Linked DNA regions of Aedes albopictus: region 1 is linked to region 2. The links are chromatin contacts, called in public Hi-C maps. All regions are on one chromosome and are shown on one strand. Each heading gives the region's core, a stretch centred on a gene start, on an enhancer-like site or on the middle of the called end of the contact. The rest is flanking DNA. Distances are from core to core; before and after follow the strand shown.

Region 1 (5,698 bases), core at 2,701-5,200, 960 kb after region 2:
TACTAGACAGTGAAAAGTTGCTGGAAGTCCGGCTCATTTGAAGTGGAAGCTGAATCAAGCGCCATTTCTTACCCGTGAGGTCTGAACTGGAAACTCCCGAACGGAAATACAGTGCACGGTCTTCTGATCCCACGGCAAAAACCTGATCGTTAGCTGCTACAGATATGTAGGAAATGTTTCCTACCATCTCAACCCATCCGCTGCCAATAGCAGCATCTTCGCTGATTCCGGACGCCTCCCCATGAACACCTCTACGGAACCAGACATGGTTATCATTGGTCACACACCACACTGCATTGGTTCCAACGGAGACCTGAGTGATTTTCAGGTTGGTACCAGGGGGCTTCACTTCCAACCAGGTTGCTCCCATAAGAGCATCCCTGGTAACACCAGTGCGAACAATGGCCCTTCCATTGTATAGACAAGCCCAAACTAGTCCAGTGGGACCAACTGCGATCTGCGAGACCTCACAGCCTGATGGGGTCGTTACGGAAGTCCACCGGAGTCCTTCGGGCGAGGTGGTGCTCACTCCTGATCGAAACATCACTCGACCATGGGCTGTTACTGCCCAAACAAGCAGTATACCTGGAGGTGCTCCAGGAACATTGCTTCCATTGATGGCTACGTCAATGAATGGTTCCTGCGTGGGATCTTTGTGAAGAGGGGCCACGGCACACCAGGAGTTGAGCGCACAGTATCTACGAAAGCGGACCCATTTCCGACGTCGAACGCAAGACTTCCAGTTCTTCTGTGGGTGATAAGTAGCTGGAAAGTCAACCGCATACGTCCACCCATCGTGGTCAAGTGGTTGCCCGTCCAAGGTGAGATCCAGCTGCCATTCGCCTTCCCATTGCCATGCCATGGAAGGCAGACGAATCTTGTCGATATTCCTATCGACGGTTCCATCAACGCTGGAGAAGTGATACCGATCAGTTGGTAACAATCGACTGGAGAATCCCTCGATGGGAAGCCATCGCTCATTTTCATAGGCTTCCTCCTTAATCCGGATCGGGATGTCCAGACCATGAACGTGAACATAAACTTGTCTATCGCCACCGATAGCCCACATAAAATGCGGAACTACGGAAATTCGCTTAAACTCCAACCCTAGATAGAGGAATTCTCGCCACGCAGACCCTGCCGTAGACAGAGCATACACCCGACCTTCATTGCTGTTGGCGAATAGTAGCGTACTTGGCATTGCACGAAGCCTGTTAATCGCTGATTTGAATACTAATGAGGTTGATTCGCTATTTGTATATCCAATTCAAATGCCGTGAATTAAACCAAACTGCTTCAATGCATTTTTCTCACAAAGAAATCTTCTATCACGACACACATCACAATTCACAAACAAATCGATAATTCTGATTCACTAACAGACCCAACAGCCAACACCTTATATCTAATACCACTTCACTTTTAGTTGAATCTCACTTGTATGACCACTGTCCACTAAATTTCTTCGACACAACAAATCACAATACAAGATTATCTTTGGAACCCCGAACACAAATTATCTAGAAACAATTAGATAAAAATTTTCCAGCTCACAACCGCTTATCGTCCGAGTCGTGTCCTAAGCAGTTTTATTGTCGATTTGCACTCTGTATCAAAATCATTTTCTGGAGAATTTGACAAGCAAAAAAGTGACGTTTTATTTCAGTCATGCGCAGGATTTGCCCTGCCGGAAAGCGACATGCGGAAACATAAACAGAAGAGGAAGAGATGGAAAGCAAACCAAAACAAGACCGGTGTTTTCCGACTTTGTTTTGAATATAGTGTTCGTAAACATGGCGAGCGCATTCAACAAGTTGTTTATATTTTGGTAAGAGAAAAAAAAGTGCAATAAAGGATAAAAAGCAGTCATAATAAACCAACATGAACTTACTTCTGAAACTATAGGGGAACCCCAAATCAACGGGCAGTCATAAAGTCATGAGATAAGATATATTGTGCGTACATGAGGCTCTAACACAAACAAAATGTAATGAATGGAGACCGAACTCACAATTGGAATGAAAGAAACAGTGTTATTCAACATGATGAAATTATTGAACTCTATAGTACGTGATTGAAATTGAGTATAAAACCACTCTGTGCTTAAGAAAATCGTCAGTAATACCTGATTCCATCCTAGATGGAGCTACCGCCATAAACGTTAGAAGTTCATTGATATTTATCAAACTTGCTGCAATAAAAATGGTACCCGAAAAGTTCTCTCGTTTACTGAAGGATGGTACAACAATATTGCACGAAGTCATCAGAAAGGGATCTTCCACTGAACTAGCTGAGATATTGAACAAGTATAAAGAGCTTTTTGATAAAATTAATCATCATTTAGTACGGAAATTTGCTTGGGATCCAAGTGATAAAATCTGGCTCAGGAAAACAATTTTGGTGGCAACTACTGAACAACAATGTAACACAGCAAAGCAGCTTGAAGCTAATTCAATGTCAACACAAGATATCAAACAAGCTATTTTTGTATTGCTGTTAAGTCCAGTTGACGGAGACGACGTAGCTGTTATCCATCCAAGTGAAACAAGCATCATATCTGCATTTCGATTTATCACAACAGTGATGCCGAATGGTTATCTCACGTTCAATTATACTGGAAAAGATGGCACAAGTGAGTTGTTCATCGAAGTGGCTGCTTCCTGTGGAAACATTACAGCTATCAACCTACTAATCAACCTAGGAGCACCACTTAGTCTTCCAGGACACAACCCATTACTGGCTGCGTGTAGAAATCTCCAAAGAGATACAATCCGGTGGTTACTCACTGAACATTTTGATTCTTTTGACTGCACTCTTAGGAGCACAACTAAGTCGAATGCCTTAATGGTTTTAATGCAGAAAGATGACACAGAAATGTTGGATTACGTGCTGAAGAAAATGATCAACTACAGACAGAAGTACTTCAACGAATCTCAATCGCAAGCGTTCAACAAAATATTTCGGTACGAACACGAAGTCTACACTCATTGCTCCATTCTATCATCGATTCTTTCGGAGCCAATCCGCACGAAAATTGAAGAGTACATAGTCGAATATCAACTGGATCTGACATACCAGTGGAAAGGAGTAACAATACTGGCAGATCTCTTGTATAAGAAACTGGCTCTAGGTTACTGTTGGGACGACATAAGGAAAAATCCAGAACTTCTGGGATTGGTCGTTCGCCAGGGACCGGGAACCACCATAGTACACGAGTGTATACGATTGAAAATCCTGGATATCTTGAAAGAAATGTATCAACTTGAACCGTCCGTGAAGCGATTCTTCGAAACTAATCAGGCCTACGAAACACTTCAGCAAGCTCTATGGAACTCGGAACACGATTCAGTGGAATTCATCTTGGAAAACCATCAGCATTTTTTCCTGAACAATATTGGTAGGCTCCGGAATGACGTGATATTTTGTAGTTATCATGGGAAGTCGTTTTTCGTGAATAATCGAAATCAGTTGGTCAAATATTTCCCATCGTTGGAAGTCGACATAGACCGAGTGTTGTCCAAAGAACCAGCATTTTCTCCAGGTGAAGGTTTGTATCAATAAAATTAAAAAATGTTTTATTGTCTGAAAATATCTCTAATTTTATTGTAGATCTGAAACTAGCATTCAAGGACGTTAAACTTGATGATGGAAATATTCAACTCCCCAGTTCTGAACCCAAAACTATAAGAGGTTCAAATGAAGCAACGCTCCTACATTTGGCAGTGGAAAAAGACAATTTGGATCAGTTCGCTGAACTACTGAGAGCTGGTTGCGATTTCGACGCTGTAGATAATAACGGCAACCACCCCATACACTACGTGCAATCTATAGAAATGTTTAACACTATCGTCGAACAACATCCGGACGCCCAATCCCTCGTACACCGAAAGAATTTCACCGGTCATACAGTGCTTCATAAAGTTTGTCAGTTAAGCAAAAATCCACCCGACATGGTTGTCCCATTAATCGAAAAGATCCTTTCCTCGGGAGCCGACATAGACCAACCCAACAATAACGGCAACCCAGCACTCTTCCTGGCATCAAACACTACCACCCTAGACGTACTAGTTCGTCATGGATGCAAGCTGGACGTCGTCAACAATAAGGGTAAAACTGCTCTTGAATACCGAATCCGGAATCGCAATATGGTCATCGCTCTTCTTCGTTTAACTCACAAGCTTCCGTTATTCAAAGCGCACGCTCACAAGTACTTCGCACCGTTGATTTTCGGTAATCGTGTCTTCTTCACGCAAACCTACCGACCATTTCTGGAAGCTAACCCCGACACGCTCAAAACTTTGTTCGATTCCCTCTACGAAAACTCACCCGAGTTTGCCTCGGAGCTGTTCAACAAAGCGTGCTGCAATGGACAATACTTCGTAGTTGAGAAATTCCTAACATTCAACTACGACTTGAACTACAATGTCCGCGACCAAGACGGTTCCACCTGTATTGTAGGATGGTTGAAAAATATGTATGGGCAGCGCGACGATGCCTTAGTCGAACGACTACTGGCAAAGGGTGTCGATCTTGAGATCCGCGACAAAACCGGTAGAAATGCCCTGCTCACCTTCGTGGGCAGATTCTCTTCAGAGGCATGCTACGAACACAGCATAAAGACGGTCCAGCTACTGCTGGACCACGGAGCACGGTTGGATGCACGGGACGCGGCTGGAAATAGTGCTTTGCATTTGGCATTTGCAAGAGGTGAATTGGAACTGGTGGAGGTGCTGCTGCGAAATGGTGCTGACTTCACCGCTAGGAATTGTAATGGCGAAATTCCTATTCAGATGGGCCGTAGAATGCATCAAGAGTTGTTCGACTTTATCAGCTAGCGTTACAAACGCTTGATTTTTATCTATATGGATTACGAAAATTTATGAACTTCAATGTCCTTATCATGAATTATCCGAATATTCCTTTGTCTGAGTGCTCATTGTATCGGAACTCCAAACATTCCTTGCTACATGAGGTTGCTGCAACTCAAGTTTCTACTGTATAGCTCCAGGAGAAAACTGTTCAGTACAAACCTTCAATTTAATCGCACACGCCATATTTATTCGCTGAGTAAATGCTCTTTACTAAATCAATTTGAAGCCGTGGAGCAAATCTATGTGAATTTTCGCAAGGATCAGAGAAAAGGTCATTTACACCTTTTCAAAGACCCTGCGCCTCCATCTGTGTGAACAGGCAAACAGACTTCAAGTGATTGAAGTGACGAACCCGATAATTTCAAAATAGGGTATCGCGCCACTTGGGCGGTGGCTTCTATATTCGTCTGTTTTCCACTATAACTCAGTCAATTTTGAACCAATTGACTTGAAATGTTGTACACGGGTAGATACTCTACCTATTTCACCACATTCCAAAAGTTGTGTCAATTGGTTCAAATTCGACTGAGTTATAGTGGAAAACAGACGAATATAGAAGCCACCGCCCAAGTAGCGCGATTACCTATTGTCAACCGTGCGCCCCCATTGCACGTGCAGTTGGTTATTTTAATTATTCTAAATGTGCGTGCTTCCAGATAGTGTTTTCCCATCCCAATCCTTCCCCACCTGGCCGCAACTGGGGTAGATAGCAGATGCCTGCTATCACTTTCTACGGTTCAGCTAGCAGTGCAAATGGAGAAGACCCAGGGAGTCGCAGACAGGGCAACAGCTTTCCAAATTTCATGGATCCTAGGAATGAGTTCGGA
Region 2 (5,839 bases), core at 928-3,427:
GGAGTCTAGAATACACTTTTTCTAGAATGGGATGTTCTACTGAATTAATCTTAGCTGTACACATAATTTGGCTTTCCACAAAATATACAAACATAAGCTGTGATTTAAAGTAAGTTTCTGCATCTCATTTTACAAGATAGTAATATCTAGATTGAGTTTAAATAAGGGCGAAAGTAACATGAGAGAGTTCTCTTCATCGACTCTCTCTTCTGCAAATTAAAGTGACAAGATGCAAATTCAATCGAACTTTTTTACACTTGGACGCTAGATTGCATCGCAACCTAGCGATTTATGACCAAAAAGTGCAACTATACTTGCATCTTGTCACTTTAATTTGAAGAAGAAAGAGTCGATGAAGAGAACATATTATGTACTACGTTTAAATCAGCTCGAAATGTTAAAATAATTTGAATTTAGGATAGTTATGTAAACGATTGAAAAATGATTGAGTGTAAAAAACGCTTTGCCTAACAATAAGATAGGGAAACTTACGTATTTTCGGCAGTTTTGTTCTCTTCGTCATTGGTTTTTTTAAGCCTGTTAAACTCAGTGTTGGCCACAAATCCTTCCCAATCAAGCTGAGTTATATGTCCAAATTCCAGGCATTTTGGTCAAAAAAAAAAACCATAAGAACAAACCTGCCGATAATACCCTTCGTCACCCTATATTGTATACTATTTTCTAGATGCGCAAAGCCCCACGCATCATCAATGTGTTATGGCTTCTAGGTCGTGCGAAAGAAACATGTCTGCTACTTATCAAATGTCGATGTACTTAATTAGAAAACCGCCCAGCTTTAGTTTACAGATCATCTTTAGTGCGTCCCTTTGGCAGGGTCACGTCAAACACGATCGGCTGGTTGTTCGGCAGATAGTTGATGTCGCACGTGGATGCATTGATAAAAATGATCTTACCATCCGATGTGATCCCGTAACCCTCGTGCACGTGCCCAAACACGTGGTACTTCGGCTTGACTCGCTGCTGCACGGTCGTCAGCAGTTCCACACACCCCGCCCTCACCCCCGAGCAGCACAGATCACCGTGGCCAACGGGAGGCGTGTGGGTGATCAGAATGTCCAAATTCTCCGGAATTTGCTCCCACTTGTCCAGGCAGTCGCGGCCCCGCTTGACGTTGAAGGCCCACTTGCAGAACTCCGGCTGCCACGGGGTGCCGTAGATTTTCAACCCGTACAGCTCGATCGATTCATCCTGCAGGTACACACAGTTGCTCAGGTATTGTCGAATGTTTTCCGTTTTGACCGCTTCGGCCAGGCTCTCCTTCGAGTTTCCCAGCGTGGGGATTTCGTCCAGCAGAGTGCTGCCGGTCTTCTTGCAACAGGCACTGGCATTCTGGAACGGGTGCGTGAACGTGTGGTCAAAACTGAGCTCGTGGTTACCCGCTATGACCAGCTTGTGCTTGTGTGGTAGTTTTTCTAAAATGGAAAAGAGTTTCGGATTTGAATATTGATGAACATTATTTAGGTGGAAACATTAAGTTCAATACATAGTTTAGTAACTTGACGACGTTCGAAAAGGATTCCCTCCTAAAAGGCCACTGGTATAACAGATAACAAATTCCCGCCCAAAATCAAGCATTCTATTCAATACTCACCCAACCAGTTGTTGAAATCGATGACCTCGTCCAGCTTCCCGCACCGGGTGAAATCGCCCGCATGAATGAACACGTCCCCCTCGGGGATGTCGAACTTGATGTGATGCGTCAGCGAGTGCGTATCGGACATGCAAACCACCCGCACCTTATTGCTGGGAACTTCCGCTCCGGGTGCTTTGGTGTTAATCTTTATCACTCGCTGGGTTTTCGATATTTCCTTCCACGCTCGCGTAGGATCCTCCGTCAGAGGATGGATGTCGATTTTCATGGTCTTGCAGGGAGCACTCGCCGAAATGAACAAACTCCTTCTAGAAAACGCGAATTGATTGCGAAATCGATTAAAAATTGCAAAAATTCTGTTGATGTTATGACGCAAACCGCGATTCTGTCTCTGCGTGTTTACAATCCGATCGATCGTTTGTCAGCCGAAATGCGCACGCAAACAAACGTCCATAGACGACGCTTGCGATGCACCCTGTACTTGACCTTGATGAGCGGCGGGACGCTCGTACACCCGATCAGCTGTTTGCCATTCAATTTTCTCCACCTATTTCGCAAACAGTTCAAATAAATTTCGTCAGTTGCCTACCTAGAGAGAGAGTTTCAAAATTCATAACATTCACTACTCACCGGTGTCCTTCGCACACATTTTCATTCAACTTTCCCGCAACAAAAACACCAATCAGCTGTTTCGTCCCTCCCCCAACCCGTATAAAGTGCATGTTTACCGCTGGACGCCGGTCACAGCCGGCGCGTAGCACTGGGCGATCCCGCTTTTGTTTAGATCTGCTCGAAATTCAACTGGCACCGCGGCGCACTATCTGTCAGTGACGCTGTCGCTTCGCTGTCGCTTCGCTGTCGCTGTCAGGGATGCCACATATACAGATTTTTCTGTAATCATGCAGATTTTCTCGCAGCTTTTCATACAGAATTCTGTATACCAATAATTACAGATTTTTGGAAATTATACAGATTATACAGAGTTTTCTGAAACTTACAGAATTTCAAACAGATTTTCCGCGAAATCTTACAGATTTCATACAGATTTTTGGCAAAACATGGTGATACAGATTATAAAGATTTTTGGAAGGCAAAATACAGATTAAAATGTGGCAACACTGGTCGCTGTCTGCGGTCTGTCACTGTCTAACGGGAAATCGCGAAAAATCGTAAAATTTCTTTTGTTGATATCGATCGTGCGTCGCGTAAAAAAAGTGAAAATTCGAGTGTTTTTCCGGGTGATTTCGGTTCGCGGCCGGTTCCAAACGGCACCACCATGCAGCGGTCCATCGGGGACGATTCGGAAGGTGGTGAAAACGGGGAGGATCTGGCGCTGGACGGCAATCCCACAGTCGCAGTCGGAGGAGGTTTGTTTGCTGGGAGCAGCAGTAGCACCAATTCGGGTGAGTAGGAGTTTTCCAGCAGCAGCAGGAGCAGCGATAAAGTGGGAGGATGTCGTTTTATTTTTGGAAATTGTTGACGATTGGACGCAATTTGTTGATTTTTGCATACGGAATCGTAATGGACTGGGCGAAAGGCTAGCGAAGGCAGCCGAATTTGATTAAGAATTTAACAATTTTAGCACCCGACAGCGACAGACACAAATCGGGGGTGGAGCACTTATTGTTGTTGTTTTTTTGAGACACAACATTGCAAAACGAAATAGGTAATCATTAAATTTGTGTGATTTTCAATTTACTGCAAGCTTCTTTTTGATTTTTCGTTCTGATAGAGCATTATTTTGGGGTGGACTACTTCTGCATCTTCATGGCGGGATTTTGGGTCTAATAAAAACTCTCAGATAAAAACCTAATCGCAAACGGAGCCTGGGGCACCCTCCATAATATTTAGCCCTTATGCTTACCCAAGCAATAGCGCAGTGGACCTTTTGTTTCTCAGAGACAATGAACTGCCCTTCTTTAGTCTCAAAATTGAGGCTGAATGAGGGCAAGATTATTATTTATTATTTTGAATTTTGGCCTATATGGTTTGGCATTATGTTATTTACACAGTGTATTCTGTGTATCCTTGCCTTTGGCGTCTTCCAATCGATACCGATCTGGTCTTACTGTCGCTGTTCTTGTTTGTGCAGTGATTATAGAGAGTTTAATCTTGCGTAGTTTGGGTAGTGGCTACGGGTAATATACAACATTAGCTCGATAAGTGACTGCTGTTTAACTGGGCGCTCGATAACTGGGCCAAAGTCCAGTTAAAAAACAGTTGTTTGTCAAAAATAAACGAAATTTAACCTCACATTTTGCAAATCAGTAAACAAAACAAAATTTAACAATAGCCTCCTGCTCCGGGAGCTCGGTCCAGTTATCGAGCGGCGCTCGCTAACTAAACTGTCGTCAAAGCCCAGTTATCGAGCGGAAGCTGTAGCTCAGATCAATCTTCAGCATAAAACAATAGCAACGATCAATCTTCGCAGACTTACACTAAATAGTAGAAGTAGCTTTAGTCCGAGAACCTCACTTTCGTAATCTATCTAAGAAACTTTGTACATCCAGCGTTTGCATATTTCAGCAAACATTGTATGGCAAACTCGCTTGTCATGTCATGTGTGCATGTCAACAACGCAATCGTTACTACACTCATATCTGAAATAACCACCAGAGATGTGTATGTGCTATTTCATTTGATGTATCTGTTGGAGACCTGGAAATACATCTATTGTTCGGTTTATTTACCGCATGATGAAGCATTCCCTCCGATGCTTTCAAACAAGTTATCGCATAATGCACTTCAAAAGGCCTTCCGCTGATTGTTGGCAGTGCAGTGATGCTAATGCTTATAGACATTAACTTGAGAGGCTCCAGTTTGATGGAATATTCAAGTGGTACAGATCTTGGGTTGGGTCTCCAGTTAGCCTAGTGGTTAAGGCTAAAGATTGCCAATCCGGAGACGGCGGGTTCGATTTCCGTTCCGGTCGGGACAATTTTCTCGACTCCCTGGGCATAGTGTATCATTGTGCTTGCCTCACAAGATACAAATTCATGCAGTGGCAGGCAAAGGAGAAGCCCTTCGATTAATATCTGCGGAAATGCTCAAAGAACACTAAGTTGAAGCGAGGCAGGCCAAGTCCCAGTGGGAACGTAGAGCCACAAAGATAAAGAAGAAGAAGATCTTGGGTTACTCAACAAAGGCAACCGTCCGACCTTCATGGAATCTACCAGAGAGGAAGTGTTGACATGACGCTTTGCTCTAGTAGAGTTGGTCACGTGTTGATCAATTGGCATATGTTAAATCTTTATTTGATCATCGCTACACTTGAATGTTACTTCGCAAACTTTGCGTTTCAAGAATCTGGTCAATCAACTGGGATCTCTTCAAAGATTTGGTTGCGGCCAAATTTCATGGATACTCGTTATCCATTATGGAACTCCAAGTGATTTAGATGATGCCGTTGATACTATAACGGCCTTTATCATGGAAGCTTTTGAAGAAGCTAGAGCCCTCTACGGTCTGTGAAGACCACAAGTGGAACCCCTTGGAGGAACTCTGATCTGGTCAAGCTCAGGAAACAATGAAGAAAGAGTTTGAACCGGCGACGTTCGGTTGTATCGGAGCCTTTCAAATCGGCTCGCAAGGCCTATCAGAAAGCTCTTCGGTCTGCTGAAGGATCCGGCTGGAAAAACCTCGGCTGTTCGGGCTCGAATGATGTTGATCATCAATATTAATGTCTATTCCCGATCAGCCTAGATAGCCGTGTAGTGGCGGTAGCAATTCCCTCAACTGGCTAAAAATATCACTACGGATTGCCTATCCGGGATGAACCTGCCTACGGCAAAAAATCCCCGGATAAAGAGATAAAAAAAAAAACTACGGATTGCCTGTTTCGGTGGTAAAAGTCCACCAAACGAGCGGCCCCTAATTAATGGTGTCAAGCATACCGTGCCTAGGAATGGATAGCTAGGGGGGTCTAATAAAAACCTTACCGTTAACGGTGCCTGTGGAGTACCAGGGCCCCCTCCACAGTATTTTGCCCTTACTGTGTTAAACGGAGCAATGACGCAGTGGACTTTATTTTTCTCCTAGTAAAAAAATGATAAAAATCATGAAAATTATTCAAACAAATCTTCACCTCGCGAAGGGTGTTTCAGCTGTACTCAGCAGAAGATTTATTAGAGAACAGTTAGACGTGGGCTCAATCCTAGAGCCCTGAATAAATAGTGGAAGGGTAATGGATTGCTCTTTGCAGAATTGTAGTATCTTGTATGACGAAAG

The links. Hi-C and Micro-C count contacts between places; a contact is called where the count stands out from the background.
Region 1: a Hi-C map of whole body shows a contact between it and region 2, with 6 times the contacts expected there. The contact joins the promoter of LOC109430243 here to the promoter of LOC109416936 in region 2. A contact is called at or near these places in 2 of 3 Hi-C or Micro-C datasets (embryo and whole body).

The regions. Positions count from the first base shown.
Region 1 is chr2:361,278,605-361,284,302 of AalbF5, forward strand. It overlaps LOC109430243 (death-associated protein kinase 1), which reads left to right and starts at 3,951. Exons shown (of 1, transcript XM_020077012.3): 1 at 3,951-4,835. The coding sequence starts at 3,951. The coding sequence ends at 4,835. It overlaps LOC109622615 (tectonin beta-propeller repeat-containing protein), which reads right to left and starts at 1,638. Exons shown (of 6, transcript XM_020077011.3): 1 at 1-1,638. The coding sequence starts at 1,201.
Region 2 is chr2:360,325,101-360,330,939 of AalbF5, forward strand. LOC109416936 (UPF0046 protein C25E10.12) reads right to left here and starts at 2,178. Exons shown (of 2, transcript XM_062848913.1): 1 at 1,613-2,178; 2 at 636-1,433. The coding sequence starts at 1,880. The coding sequence ends at 802. It overlaps LOC109403764 (protein furry), which reads left to right and starts at 2,748. Exons shown (of 24, transcript XM_062852875.1): 1 at 2,748-3,015. The coding sequence starts at 2,889.